2 separate regions of the Sus scrofa genome follow, and region 2 is linked to region 1. Evidence: chromatin contacts called from public HiChIP or PLAC-seq data. All regions are on one chromosome and are shown on one strand. Each heading gives the region's core, a stretch centred on a gene start, on an enhancer-like site or on the middle of the called end of the contact. The rest is flanking DNA. Distances are from core to core; before and after follow the strand shown.

Region 1 (6,352 bases), core at 3,074-5,573:
TGACAGCTTATGATTCAATTGTTAATTTCATCATACAATTATAGTTAAGAAAAAGATGTTCTCGGAAACTATGAGCATTTCACTTTAAGTTCATTTGGCAATTAGTAGACACAAAGCGTCACAGAGACCTGTTGTTATTTGAGATAAGTAACAGCAGAAAGAGAAACAGTGTAGGAAGCAAATTTGAGTTTCACCTTTATGCCAGTACTGGTTAATCTGTGACAGATGCATAAAGTACAAGACCTGTAAATGTAAGCTATTTTAGGAACGATCTTTCCTAAGCGTTTAATTGAGGAAGAGACACCAGGAAGCTGATGCAATAGGAGGGTCCTTGTCCCTCACAGAAACACTGGTTTGACAACCATTCACCTATGAGAAGATCTTCATGGGGCTTGTGGATTCAAGGTGGGAGATTACGGCAGCAGGTGGAGCATAGAAATAAGAAAGGACACACTGATGACAGTGAGAAGGACAGTTTCACTTTACTCACTCATTTCCTCTCCCCAAGCACAGGAAATGCAGCACAAGACAGATACCCTCCACCTGGCTGAGAGTGAAGTGAGCATCTGTCTTTGTTGTGATCCCTAGCCCCAGGCTTGCCCCAGTAAAATCTGGTGCCAGGCCAGCCGTGTTGCAATCCAGCCTCCATGGACTCAAGCTCTAGGCCTGCTGCCACAGACTCAGGCTCAACTCCTCCTAGCACCAAATTAGTCCCTGCAAGTTCCTGGCCAGCCCCATGGATAGATCCTCCTATTGCATCAGCTTCCTGAAGTCTCCCTCAATTAAACTCTTAAGGAAAGGCTACAAGGATCAAAGAATCAGGAAAATATGACAGTACCAAAGGAACAAAATAAAGCATCAATAATCAACAATGGAGATAATCAAACTGTCTGGCAAAGAATTCAGCAGGGTAGGGAATGTTTTTAACAACACCATATTTGGTGAAGAAAATAACTCATGCAGAAATTGGATTTTGGAAAATACGTGATTGACAGAACATATTCTACTCATTGATCTTGTTTGGGTGAGCTGTCATTATCTTTGCAGAGCCTCCATTCAGTCTTTTTCCCATAAAGTTGTTAATTACAGTTTCCTACTCTGGTACCAGCGCTTCTGGATTTTCCTACTCCTAGTCCTCTGCTCCAATAAGCTGTGATTCATCACTTTTCCTTGTGTGTCTCTTCAATTTATGGTGAAGTGGTTTGCCTTATGATCTCAGTTCTCTGATGGATTTAAGAAGGGTCGTTTATTTATTTATTTTTTCTTATTGTGTGGATGGGAGTGATAATTTCTGATCTCTTCACACACCAGACCAAAACCCACAAGTACATTATTCATCGTCTAATCTTAGGCATAATAATTTCTGCAATTTAAGCATATGCTCATTTCCTTAATGGATGGATAACGAATAAATAAGAGTGAGTACAGTAAGAGTTAAGTTAAAAGGAAGCAACAAGGGTCATGATGGGACAAAATGTTTATATTCCCTTAAAAATATAAAATGAAACAAAATGAATCAAGAAAATAATCACTGTTTTTGTTTTTTTTTTTTAATAAGTAGGATTCCCTAGGAACTAGACTCAAACTCTGATATTTATGTATAGAAGCTTTAATGGTAAATGCTGTTGAGAATAAGAGCGTAGAGGGTGAGAGAGCAACATTGGATAAAGGGAGTGGTTCATCCACACAACGCAGTTGCAGCAGAGGCCCCGGCTAATCCTATGGGGACCTCTGGAGATAGGCTGGTCCTTCAAAGTTGCACCTCTTGAAGCCAGAAAAGCGGGACATTTCCTCCTCTACCTTGTCACCCTGCCCATCTATTTGATGTAGGCTGTCCCTGAGAGGTGCACAGCACTTCTCAGAGAAAGAGTCAGCTGAGAGAATTCAGTTGCCAACCTTCCCAGTAGCTTGGGAAATGAATATATCGGTGCTGACTAGAGCATCTGGGCAGCAGACCAGTGTGCCTGCTGCACGCTGCTCTTGCACTGCCCCATCTGCCTGGTTAGTAGAAAAACGTTCTATAACCAGCCCTTCTGGTATTCTCTTCAGTTCCTTTTCTTGGTGAAACTCACAGAAACAAGATTAGTGGGACAAACTATACACCCTGTCATTGCAGTTTGTCTGGATGGCAACCAATATCCATCATTTCCTACATCCCTACCTTGCTGGACTCCACTCACCCTTGACGACACCCTCAACCAGACCAGGTGTTTTACCAACTAGTGGGACCAAGGTACCCATCAGTCAGGGGCCTAAGCCCCTGGCAAAATACACTAATTCTTTTTTGTTTTTTCCTGGAGATGCTTCATTTATTTTTCACCCTCAGATGCTACAGGCTATTTTTGGTGGCGCTAGATATTAATAATGACCAGTGTAACTTTCCTGACTGTTAAACAAACTATCCCACAGCAAACTTGCCTAAAGACATCGTGGTGACCTTTTAACATACACATTTTCTAAAATATATGCTCAAAGTACAAAAGATCCACATTTACAAGAGTATGAAATATGGACAATAGCCCATTTCTAGTGAACTTACCTATTAGCTGTCAAAATTTATCAGGGGACTGTCAGGGGACATCCTAGTGGGTCACCTTCATTGCAAACACCTGCTTCACTTTCTCTCTTATGCAACAATAGTCCTACATTCCCCTGATAAGCAGGTTAATTAGCCCTGTCAGGATTGTGACTCATTTTCTTTTCCTGTTGTGTTCCTGGCATAAGAAGCCCAGGGTAGCAGACATAGCTTAAAACTTAATGAGGAGCTCCCACTGTGGTTCAGTGGGTTAAGGATCCGATAGTGTCTCTTTGAGGATGCAGGTATGATTCCTAGCCTCTCTCAGGGGGTTAAGGATCCGGCGTTGTCACAGCTGTGACATAGGTGGCACACGAAGCTTGGGTCTGGTATTGCTGTGGCTGTGGAGTAGCCCTGCGGCTCCCACTCTGGTTCAACCCCTGGCCCAGGAAATTCCATATACCACAGGTGTCACCATAAAAAGACAAAAAAAAAAAAAATTGAATGGGATTCTCACTGCGATGCCTGAAGTGTTTCCACTCTGGAAACCAGGGCTTCTAAATTAGCAGATGTTAAAATGGTAAGGACGTAAGCAAAAATTCCCCTTCTACGAAGGCAACCATGCATTTTAGAAAAGGAAATGATCAGGCCTTTCGGAAAATACTAGACTCGGGCTCTGATCCTATACTAATTCCAGGAGACCCAAACTTCACTGTGGCCCATTCGTCAGGGCCAACGGCGGTCAGGTAACCAGTGGGGTTTTAGCTTAGGTGGGTGTAATGGTAGGCCCAGTGTGTCCCTGAATCCATCCTGCGGTCATTGTCCATTTCCACAATGCACAGTTGGAATAAATCCACTCAGCAGCTGGCAGCATCCACCCTTAAAGGACATTTGGTCTTGTCCAAAACAAGCATAAGCCATTTGCTCCATGAGCCATTTGATCCACACCAAAAAGTCCTCGAAACTTGGTCATATTTAGTTCTGTTCCAAACCATCTGGCATGGACAAAATATGCTCATCGACATTTTGGACAGGACCAAATTTCCAGGACTTTTTGGTGTGGATCAAATGGCTTATAGACATTTGGCCAGACCCAGATATCTGCTAACCTCCAGACCTGCAGAGCTATTTCTGGAGCTTTGGGTATACTGCCCATAGCCATCTGTATGCATACTTCCTGGCACAGTTCCTATTCTAAATCCCTTACTATGCTTCTTGTTACTAGAGAATCTAAGTGTTCTCTTGGTCCTCTAGGCACTCCTGTACCTGGATAACAGGGTGACTGCGTGGGACTTATCTCCTCTCTCTGTGCACATGTGATCTTGGCTCAGGCAAACCTCTCTATCAGGACCTGGAGATGTACAGAAAATCTATGCCAGGCCACTGGGGCTGACTAGCAAGGGTTTGAGAATTGTATCCTTTCTCCTCTTTCTCTCCTTAAAAGTGTTTCTCCAAGAAATGCTTGTTATATCTGCAGCACATAGCACTGGTGATTTGCAGCCCTTGGCACAACGCTAATAATACCCAAACACAGTTTTAAAAATTACTTTCTGTAGTTGGTAGACACAGAGAAATGAGAAAAGAAAGAGATAAGAGGAAGAAAGGTGTTCCTTCTTGTAACAGCACTCTGCTCTCTTTAGGGTGGCAGCTTGTTTCCGGATATGTGGGTGATTGGGACTCGATTTAAAAACAGAAGTTTTTAAGTTTAAGCTTTGGTTTATAAACGGAGGTTAAAATCACAACTCTGATCACCATCAAACTGTGTTAGTTCACCCTCGTTTTTCTTTTCTTTTTTTTTTTACAGTTTGTCAAGCTTTCCCTGCATAGTCATCAATGTCTGAAGAAGTCACTTATGCAGATCTAAAATTCCAGGACTCTGGTAAGAAAGAAAATACCCAGGAGTTTGGCAACTTTGGGATAAAAGGTAAGATTTTGAGCTATGGCTGTGTTGTGAGGTGGATAAAATGTGGAAGGTGGCAGAAGTGTAAGGGTAGATGCCTTGCTCCTTGAGTGTTAGTGAATTGACAATAACCTTTCAATTTGAATTTTTAATTTAAGCCTCTTATTTTTTACCAAAACTACCAAAAATGACCATACAAAAGGATTTTAAAGGATTTTTTAAAGAAAATAAGCAGTGCATTTAACACACAATCTTTTATAATTTTTTTCAATCTATCACAATCATGATTAGGCTAGGATAGTATTTTCATATGACTGGATTATGAATTATTTTTCCCCCATGAAAGAAAGCCATAGAACTAGGAACATGTTGTTCAGGAAAGTCTTGGGTTTGTATGTTCTTTTTTAGAAGAAAATGCTAATTTGTGTGTGTGTGTGTGTGTGTGTGTGTGTGTGTGTGTGTGTCTAAGAAAGAGATAGGGAGAGAGAGCCAAAGAAAGAGACAGAGAGAAGGGACCTTCAGAGGATTTTATTTTAGTTTTTACCAAATAAAGCTTTTATTAGAATTTGCTAATAGAATTTTTAGAATTTTTCTTACTTCCTTTGGAGATCTCTTTCCAACTTATTACAATATGGAAGAGGTTAAGTTACCTGAAAAGACACATCAAAGACTAAAGGGAGGAAAGAAATAAATATTGGAAGATACAATAATTCAAATGCACCCTGTACCTGGAAAGTTTGTATTTTTTAAGTCAAATTTAATTATGATATAAATGGACCACTTGTGTTTACTTTCAGTTTATGCTTCAATAAAGTATCCCTAATGTCCCAGAATACCCATACTTAAAATCAGTGTGTATAAATTAAATGGTAGATATAGAGAACACAAAGAGTTAACAGAAGCAGTGATATTAGGAGAAAAGAGTAATAGAAAAATACTCGTGTATTCTTTCATTGGTTTTTTACCTCTAAAAAATGTAGCATTCTTTGACGTTCTACCTTACTGTGAACCGAATTTTCACTGTTTAATCTTGGATCCACTTATCATTATCATTCCCCATTTATCCATTGTCATTCTCATTTATCATGAACATTATAAATCTTGATGAAGGATAACAGCTTAATTCTGTAGCCTTTTCCTTGAATACTGATTTTTTTTTTAAAGGGCAGGATGCTAAGGATGTCACAATACTTTCTGTCTTAATTTTCTTGTTTGTATTTCTCTTTTTATGGTGTGAGAGGAACATACCATAAACGCAATACACCGTAATTGCTCTTTACAAATCCTACCACGTCCCTTCTCTTTTCCTGTCCTACTAATCATTCTCATTCTAAATTTCCACTTCAGAAATTCTTTGACCCTGAAGAAATTTTTCATCCATGTCTTGTTGACTTTCTCAATTTTATCTAATTTTCTGATTATTCAGTCTATAAAGACTATATAATGTAATGTAAACTTTGTATTATATAACGTCTAACCTGACTCTCTTATACATCTCTTCTTTGTGTTTTTTCTAGAAAAATTCCAATTCTTGTTAAATTTAAACATCCACTCACCTGTGCCCCACCTGAGCAGCTGAACATTTTCAGTAAAAAATACACACAAAATTTCAAGCCCAGTTCACTCTCACTTGATGAGCTTTGCTCCTACTTCATTCTACCCCTTTTCTTTCTACTGTCCAAATTTCCATCCTGCCATATCCTCCCTTGTACACTCTGCCTTACTTCTAGATAATATTTACAAAGTTCTTATTTACTCTTATCAAAAGACAGACCGCCTCATCTGGTTCTAAATTGCAATCCAAGTGTCCTTCTCAAAGACACTTTTTCTACAATGTTCCCCCGTCTCTCCTGTGTCATCGTTCGATCTCCCTCCTCTAGTTGATTATCCCTCTTCGTGCACCAACATACTCTGCTATGTCTATTTTAACAAAATGC
Region 2 (6,640 bases), core at 371-2,870, 74 kb after region 1:
TGTGTTCTCACTGCTTAAACACTCCAAGTGAAATAGTTTGCATCAATTAACTAACCCCAGACTCCCATTCCATCCCACTCCCTCCCCTTTGGCAACCACAAGTCTGTTCTCCAAGTCCATGAGTTTCCTTTTTGTGGAAAGTTTCATTTGTGCCATATATTAGATTCAGATATGTGATATCATATGGTATTTGTCTTTCTCTTTCTGACTTACTTCACTTAGTATGAGAGTCTCTAGTTCCATCTATGTTGCTGCAAATAGCATTATTTTGTTCTTTTTATGGCTGGGTCGTATTCCATTGTGTATATATACCACATCTTCTTAATCCATTCCTCTATCAGTGGACATTTAGGTTGTTTCCATGTCTTGGCTGCTGTGAATAGTGCTGCAATGAACATACAGGTGCATGTATATTTTTCAATGAAAGTTTTGTCCGGGTTTATGCCCAAAAGTGGGATTGTTGGGTCCTATGTTAGTTCTATATTTACTTTTCTGAGGTACCTCCATACTGTTTTCCCATAGCGGTTGTACCAATTTACATTCCCACCAACAGTGTAGGAGGGTTCTTTTTTCCACATACCCTCTCCAGCATTTGTTATTTGTGAATTTATTAATGATGGCCATTCTGACAGGTGTGATTTGGTATCATAGTAGTTTTGATTTGCATTTCTCTAATAATCAGTGATGTTGAGTATTTTTTCATGTGCTTGTTGGCCATCTGTATATCTTCTTTGGAGAAATGTCTATTCAGGTCTTTTGCCCATTTTTCAGTTGGTTTGTTGGTTTTTTTTTTTTTTTTTTGCTATTGAAATGTATAAGTTGTCTGTATATTTTAGAGATTAAGCCCTTATCAGTTGCATCATTTGAAACTATTTTCTCCCATTCCATAGGTTGTCTTTTTGTGTTTTTTTTTTTGTTGTTTTTTGGTTTTTTTGTATGGTTTCCCTTGCTGTGCAAAAGCTTATCAGTTTGATTAGGTCCCACTGGTTTATTTTTGCTTTTATTTCTGTTGCTTGGGAGACAGACCTAAGAAAACATTTGTGTGGTTGATGTCAGAGAATGTTTTGCCTATGTTCTCTTCTACGAGGTTTATGGTGTCCTGTCTTAAGTCTTTAAGCCATTTTGAGTTTATTTTTAAATCATTTGAAAATTCTGATGATGACAGACTTGAAAAAGAAATAGTGTCCTGATACCACTAGCATAATGGCATTATCATCTTGGATATTGATGATAACATTCTGAGTACTTTTTAATTTTCTTTTCCTTTTTCTCCTTTGTTTTTCGTGTGTGTGTGTGTGTGTGTGTCTGTGCAGGGACTGTCACACATGATGTTGACGTTTGACAAAGGAAATACTTCTTATTGTGGTTTCAGTTGCCACTTTAAAGCATAGATTTCTTTGCTTTAATTTCATCACTCTTGAGATGGTAATTTCTTAACACATGATGATTAAACCATAATGTCCTAAGGCATGCCTTTTAATTAATTAGTATTCTTATCTCCTATGGCTCTGGAAGGAAAATAGTTTTGTATCAATGTTGGTAGAATTTAAAAAATAGCCACTTGAAATTTTTTTTGCTTTATTGTTCAGGGGAAGATCTTCTTTTGAGGAAGGAAGGCCGTATGACTGTTTCGATGCTTGCTGGAACTTCCGTCATTTCCAGCAATTGTTTTGTTTAGCATTTATTTCGCGGGAGGCACACGGCATGATTACATGATTACTTTCGTTTTGAGAACACTGCTTAAAAGTGTGTTTTGCTTTAAGCTGCATCACTCTAGTTTGGAGCTGTGCTGTAAAAACGACATTTTTTATATTAAAAGTTAAAACTTTGAAGAGAGATGTTGGACCAAAGGCCACAAGACATCCAGTTACCTACTATGGGTGATGGAGTGCAGCAAACCAGTGAAAGAAATCAAGAAACCACAGAAAATGAGCGAGGTAAGAACATTTTCACTTGTTTAGAATGAAGGTTGTTTGCTGAAATTAGTATTTACTAAAAGAAAATGTTAAGCAAAAGTTTAGAAGACAGGAATTGGGTTTTGTAATTTCTTCCATCGAGGCAAAAAAAAAAAAATTCCTTTTTCAGTTAACTTCACCATAAATAAAAGTTATAATGGAATTCAGATTTGTAAATGATATCTTGCCCTTACAATTCATATTCATTTTATCTTAATTGATAATGGAGGAAGATTATCTATAAATAACACAGTTCAAATTTAGCTTCCCTCGTACTGAAGTTTAAGTGTGAACCATGTAGTCGGTCCACGCCTAGAATTCATACATGATACAAAATAAATAGCAAATATTTGTAATATTTTCAAAGATTGTTCATGTGCCCTGAGTGGAGTCCAGATAAATTGCACTTTAGAAGTACTTAAGAGTATAATGGTTACCTGTCTCCTCTACTCTTATCTAAACAATTGCTGGAACCCTGATGTTCCTGAGAAATCTCTGGCTATTTTAAAATGCAAAAGAAAAGAAAATGTACTAAAACAAAACAAAACAAACAAACAAAATACAACCAAACCAAAAAACCTTAGAAAACAGTTTGGTAGCATTGGATGCTTTAAATAGCGAGTTCAGAGTAGGTGAAATCCAAATTCTACATCTAACAAGGTAATCTTTTGAAGTTATATCAACAGGACTCTTTATAGTCAAATAAGGTGAAGAAGGGCAGGGCAGGAGGGAAATGAAACTAAAATGCATTACATACTACAATATGTGATTTGGAGACTACAGTGAGTTCTAAACTGCTGTTTAATTTCATTTCAATCTACCAGAGTATGCAGGATTCAAAAATGTTGTGGTAGTCCAGATTAGAATGCATAAATACTTTAGTCCTCTTTTTTTTTTTTTTTTTTTTGTCTTTTGCCTTTTGAGGGCCACTCCTGCGGCATATGGAGGTTCCCAGGCTAGGGGTTGAATCAGAGCTACAGCTGCCGGCCTACGCCAGAGCCACAGCAACGCGGGATCCGAGCCGCGTCTGCAACCTACAGCGCAGCTCATGGCAACGCCGGATCCTTAACCCACTGAGCAAGGCCAGGGATCCAACCGCAATCTCATGGTTCCTAGTCGGATTCGTTAACCATGGTGCCATGACGGGAACTCCCTCATTTTTTTTTTTTTTTTTTTTACAACTTAATTTTTCTGTCTGAGGTTAGAGCCAAGTGGGCTGGGGAAAATGGGATCAAAAATTAGATGACAACATGAAAATATCTAAACCAAATGTTTTAAGAATTAGCCAAACCAGACAATAAGCTTTAGTATTTCAGATTGTGTGGTTATAACTGCAGAATTAAACAAGTGATTGATTAGATTCTGTTAATGACACAGAATGCAGATATTGATAAATGGCATTTCAGCAAAAGTAAAATAATGAAGTATTATAAATGATGCTAGAAAAATTAGTAATCCATATAAAACAACATAATTCTATATTTCTATATCATCTCATATAGAAAAAATTCTCAAATCTCAGATGAGTAAATACTGAAACATAAAGAGCAACTTGTAGCACTTCTACAAGTAAGAGTGGTAGCCTATATTTAGGACTCTAAGTAAAATGAGTTTATTAAACAAACATGAATGTGTAAGCTCCAAAAAAATTAATAACTTTGACTACATTGAAATTTAAATAGTTTAAAATTTAAACAGTTTAAAATAATTTCATAAAATGTGAAAAGTCTAGCCACTCAATTTTCAGAAATACTAAGATTACCCACTGTATGATAAGAAAAAGAAAGTAATCTAATTAAAGCAAAACAATAATAATAAGGGCTAGGAACAGGCAAACCATTAAAGAAGAAACCCAAATGTTAAAAATAAATAAAAAGGGAAGAGGACAAGATGGCGGAGGAGTAGGGGGACACGCTCGCCCTCTCCCACAAACACAACAAAAAAAGCACATCTACAGAATAAATGACTCGCACAGAACAGCAACCAATCACTGGCAGAGGAACCTAAACTCCAATAATGGCAAGAAGTTCGTGACATTATTGGGCAGAACGGGAGAAAAGAGGAGAGTGCGAGAAGGTGAATCCAAGCGGGATGGGCGCTCCTGAAAGGGAACTGCGGAGGAGAAAGGGATCCCGCACCCTGGAAAGTCACCTACACGGGGGAAAGATCAAACGAACTGGAGGAATCTCCAGATGCAGAGAAGAGTGTAGCAGTAAGATGGAGTATGGAAAAGCTGATCAAGAACTGAATGGACCATCTGAACTACGGGCACAGTCACCAAAAATTGAGACGCCTGGGTGGGGGCTGGGCACCAAATCCTCGGCTCCAGAGGTTAGTCCCCGAGAAAGGGCCGGGGGACACCTGGATGGGGGCTGGGCACCGAGACCTCGGCTCCAGAGGTTAGACCCCGAGAATGGGCTGGGGGGGCGGGGCGGAGCGGAAACTGCTTGGGAGGTCTAGAAACCATTTGATGGGGCAGAGACTGCCTGGGAGACTAGAAAACAAAGCTGTCGCAGAGGAAGGGAGCAATACTCTAGGGGCGGGGAAGTGGAAAGCCACATCAGAGGGAACCTGGGAGAAGAGCCTGGTCTGCGCCCATGCTGGGGGGGGAGAGAAGAAGGGGTGGGTCCCCATAGAATACCCCCCACACCACAGCAAGTTTACAAGCCCACTAGCTAGCTGAAAGCTGTGCTTCCCAGTGCATCCCCCACCCCCACCCCCCTCTACGCTCTCGCCGAACCTGGGGCTGATGGCCTCAACAATTGCCTGAAGCCTACCACCGCAGGGGCTGTCCCTGCACAGGCCTGCTTGCCCTTTGGAGGGGCTACACTTCCGCAGAGCAGCACCAAACACCACCAGCCCCCGAGAAAAGGCCTGCAGCCCAGAAAAGCTAGAACAAGCTTAGCCAGGCCATGAATAGATCTGCCTAATTCTCGGATGGTTTTTCTGAGTCAGGCTGCCCTGGGGAGGAGTCTCTTGGGTTTCCAGTGGCCCTGCTGCCCATCCAAGTCCCCAGGGGGTGCCCCACTCCTGTGGATTAGCTGCTCAGTACCACCAGCCCCCTGGAAGAGCCCCTGCAGCCCAGAAAAGCTGCAACAAGCTTGGCCAGACTGTGAAAAGATCTGCCTACATTCTCAGGCCGTCCTTCTGAGTTGGGCTGCCCTAGGGAAGAGCCTCTTAGGTTCTCAGTGACCCAGATAGCTGCTCAAGCCCCCAGGGGGTGCTGCACTCCTGAGGAACAGCTGCCCAACACCGCCAACCCCCTGCAAGAACCCCACAGCCTAAAAACACCAGAGCAAGCTCTGCATGGCCAAGTGAAATCTGCTACCATCGCGGTGTGGACCTCTCAGTCCTGTCTGCCCTCAGGAAGTCCTCCTTTTATTCAAAGAAACACTGTTAGCCCCATCAACACTCCAGAAAAGCCACACTGCCTCAAAAAAGATTGACCAACAACGCCAGCCCTCAGGAAATATTCCACGGCAGTGACAAGGCAAACACTGCCCAATAACGGAGAGTACAACTCCCTCAGGAGAAAGAAAACAACAAGCAAGGTGAAGAAGCTGAGAAACCACCCCCAGTCAAACCAACAGGAGAACTCACCTAAAACAGTCAACAATGAAACAGATCTCTGCAGTCTGCCAGACCTGGAGATCAAAAGAGAAATAGTGAAAATACTGAAGGAATTAAGAGAAGATATGAACAGTAATGCAGATACCCTCAGAAAGGAACTAGAAAATATAAGGAGGAGCCAAGAAAAACTAGAACATTCATTTGCAGAGATGCAAACGGAACTAAGGGCAGTAAAAACCAGAATGAATAATGCAGAAGAATGAATCAGTGATATGGAAGATAGAATAATGGAAATCACTCAATCTGGTCAACAGACAGAAAACCGAATCAAAAAACTGGAAAGCAATATAAGAGACCTATGGGATAATATAAAGCGGGCCAATCTACGCATAATAGGGATTCCAGAAGGAGTAGAAAAAGATAAGGGGATGGAAAATATATTTGAAGAAATTATCAATGGAAACTTCCCAAATCTAAAGGATACTGGATTCAAGATACAAGAAGCACAGAGGGCCCCAAACAAACTGAACCCAAATAGACCCACACCAAGACACATCATAATAAAAATGGCAAAAGTTAGTGATAAAGAGAGGATCCTAAAGGCAGCAAGAGAAAAACAGAATGTTACCTACAAGGGAACCCCCATAAGAATATCAGCTGATTTCTCTACAGAAACACTACAGGCCAGGAGGGAATGGCAAGAGATATTTAAAGTGCTAAAAGGAAAAAATATGCAACCTAGAATACTCTATCCAGCAAGAATATCATTTAAAACAGAAGGGGAAATAAAAATTTTTCCCAACAAACAAAAACTTAAAGAATACAGCAACACAAAACCCAGGTTAAAGGAAATATTGAAAGGGCTTCTCTAAACCAAAAAGAAAGGAAGGAAAGGGAAGAAAAAGGAAAAGAAAAAAAAAAAAAAGAAGAAGAGGAAGAACTAGGACTGAGGAAACTGCAATCAGAGAGCAGTCACTCAAATAAGCCAGCGTACAGATTTAATCATGAACATGCTTCAAACAAAATAAAATTAAAAAGAAAAAATAAAAAAGAGTCATCAAAACCATAAAATGTGGGCAAGGAATATTAGGAAAAAAATAACCCTTTTTGTTTGT

The links. HiChIP or PLAC-seq counts read pairs in DNA pulled down with a chosen protein or histone mark.
Region 2: a contact with region 1 is called in an H3K27ac HiChIP or PLAC-seq map of alveolar macrophages. The contact joins the promoter of CLEC2B here to the promoter of CLEC12A in region 1. A contact is called at or near these places in 2 of 47 Hi-C or Micro-C datasets (blood and heart right ventricle) and 1 of 2 datasets of contacts at active chromatin or transcription factors (alveolar macrophages).

Annotation. Positions count from the first base shown.
Region 1 is chr5:61,918,734-61,925,085 of Sscrofa11.1, forward strand. It overlaps CLEC12A (C-type lectin domain family 12 member A), which reads left to right and starts at 4,324. Exons shown (of 6, transcript NM_001301669.1): 1 at 4,324-4,439. The coding sequence starts at 4,349.
Region 2 is chr5:61,995,140-62,001,779 of Sscrofa11.1, forward strand. It overlaps CLEC2B (C-type lectin domain family 2, member B), which reads left to right and starts at 1,621. Exons shown (of 6, transcript NM_001256364.1): 1 at 1,621-1,937. The coding sequence starts at 1,838.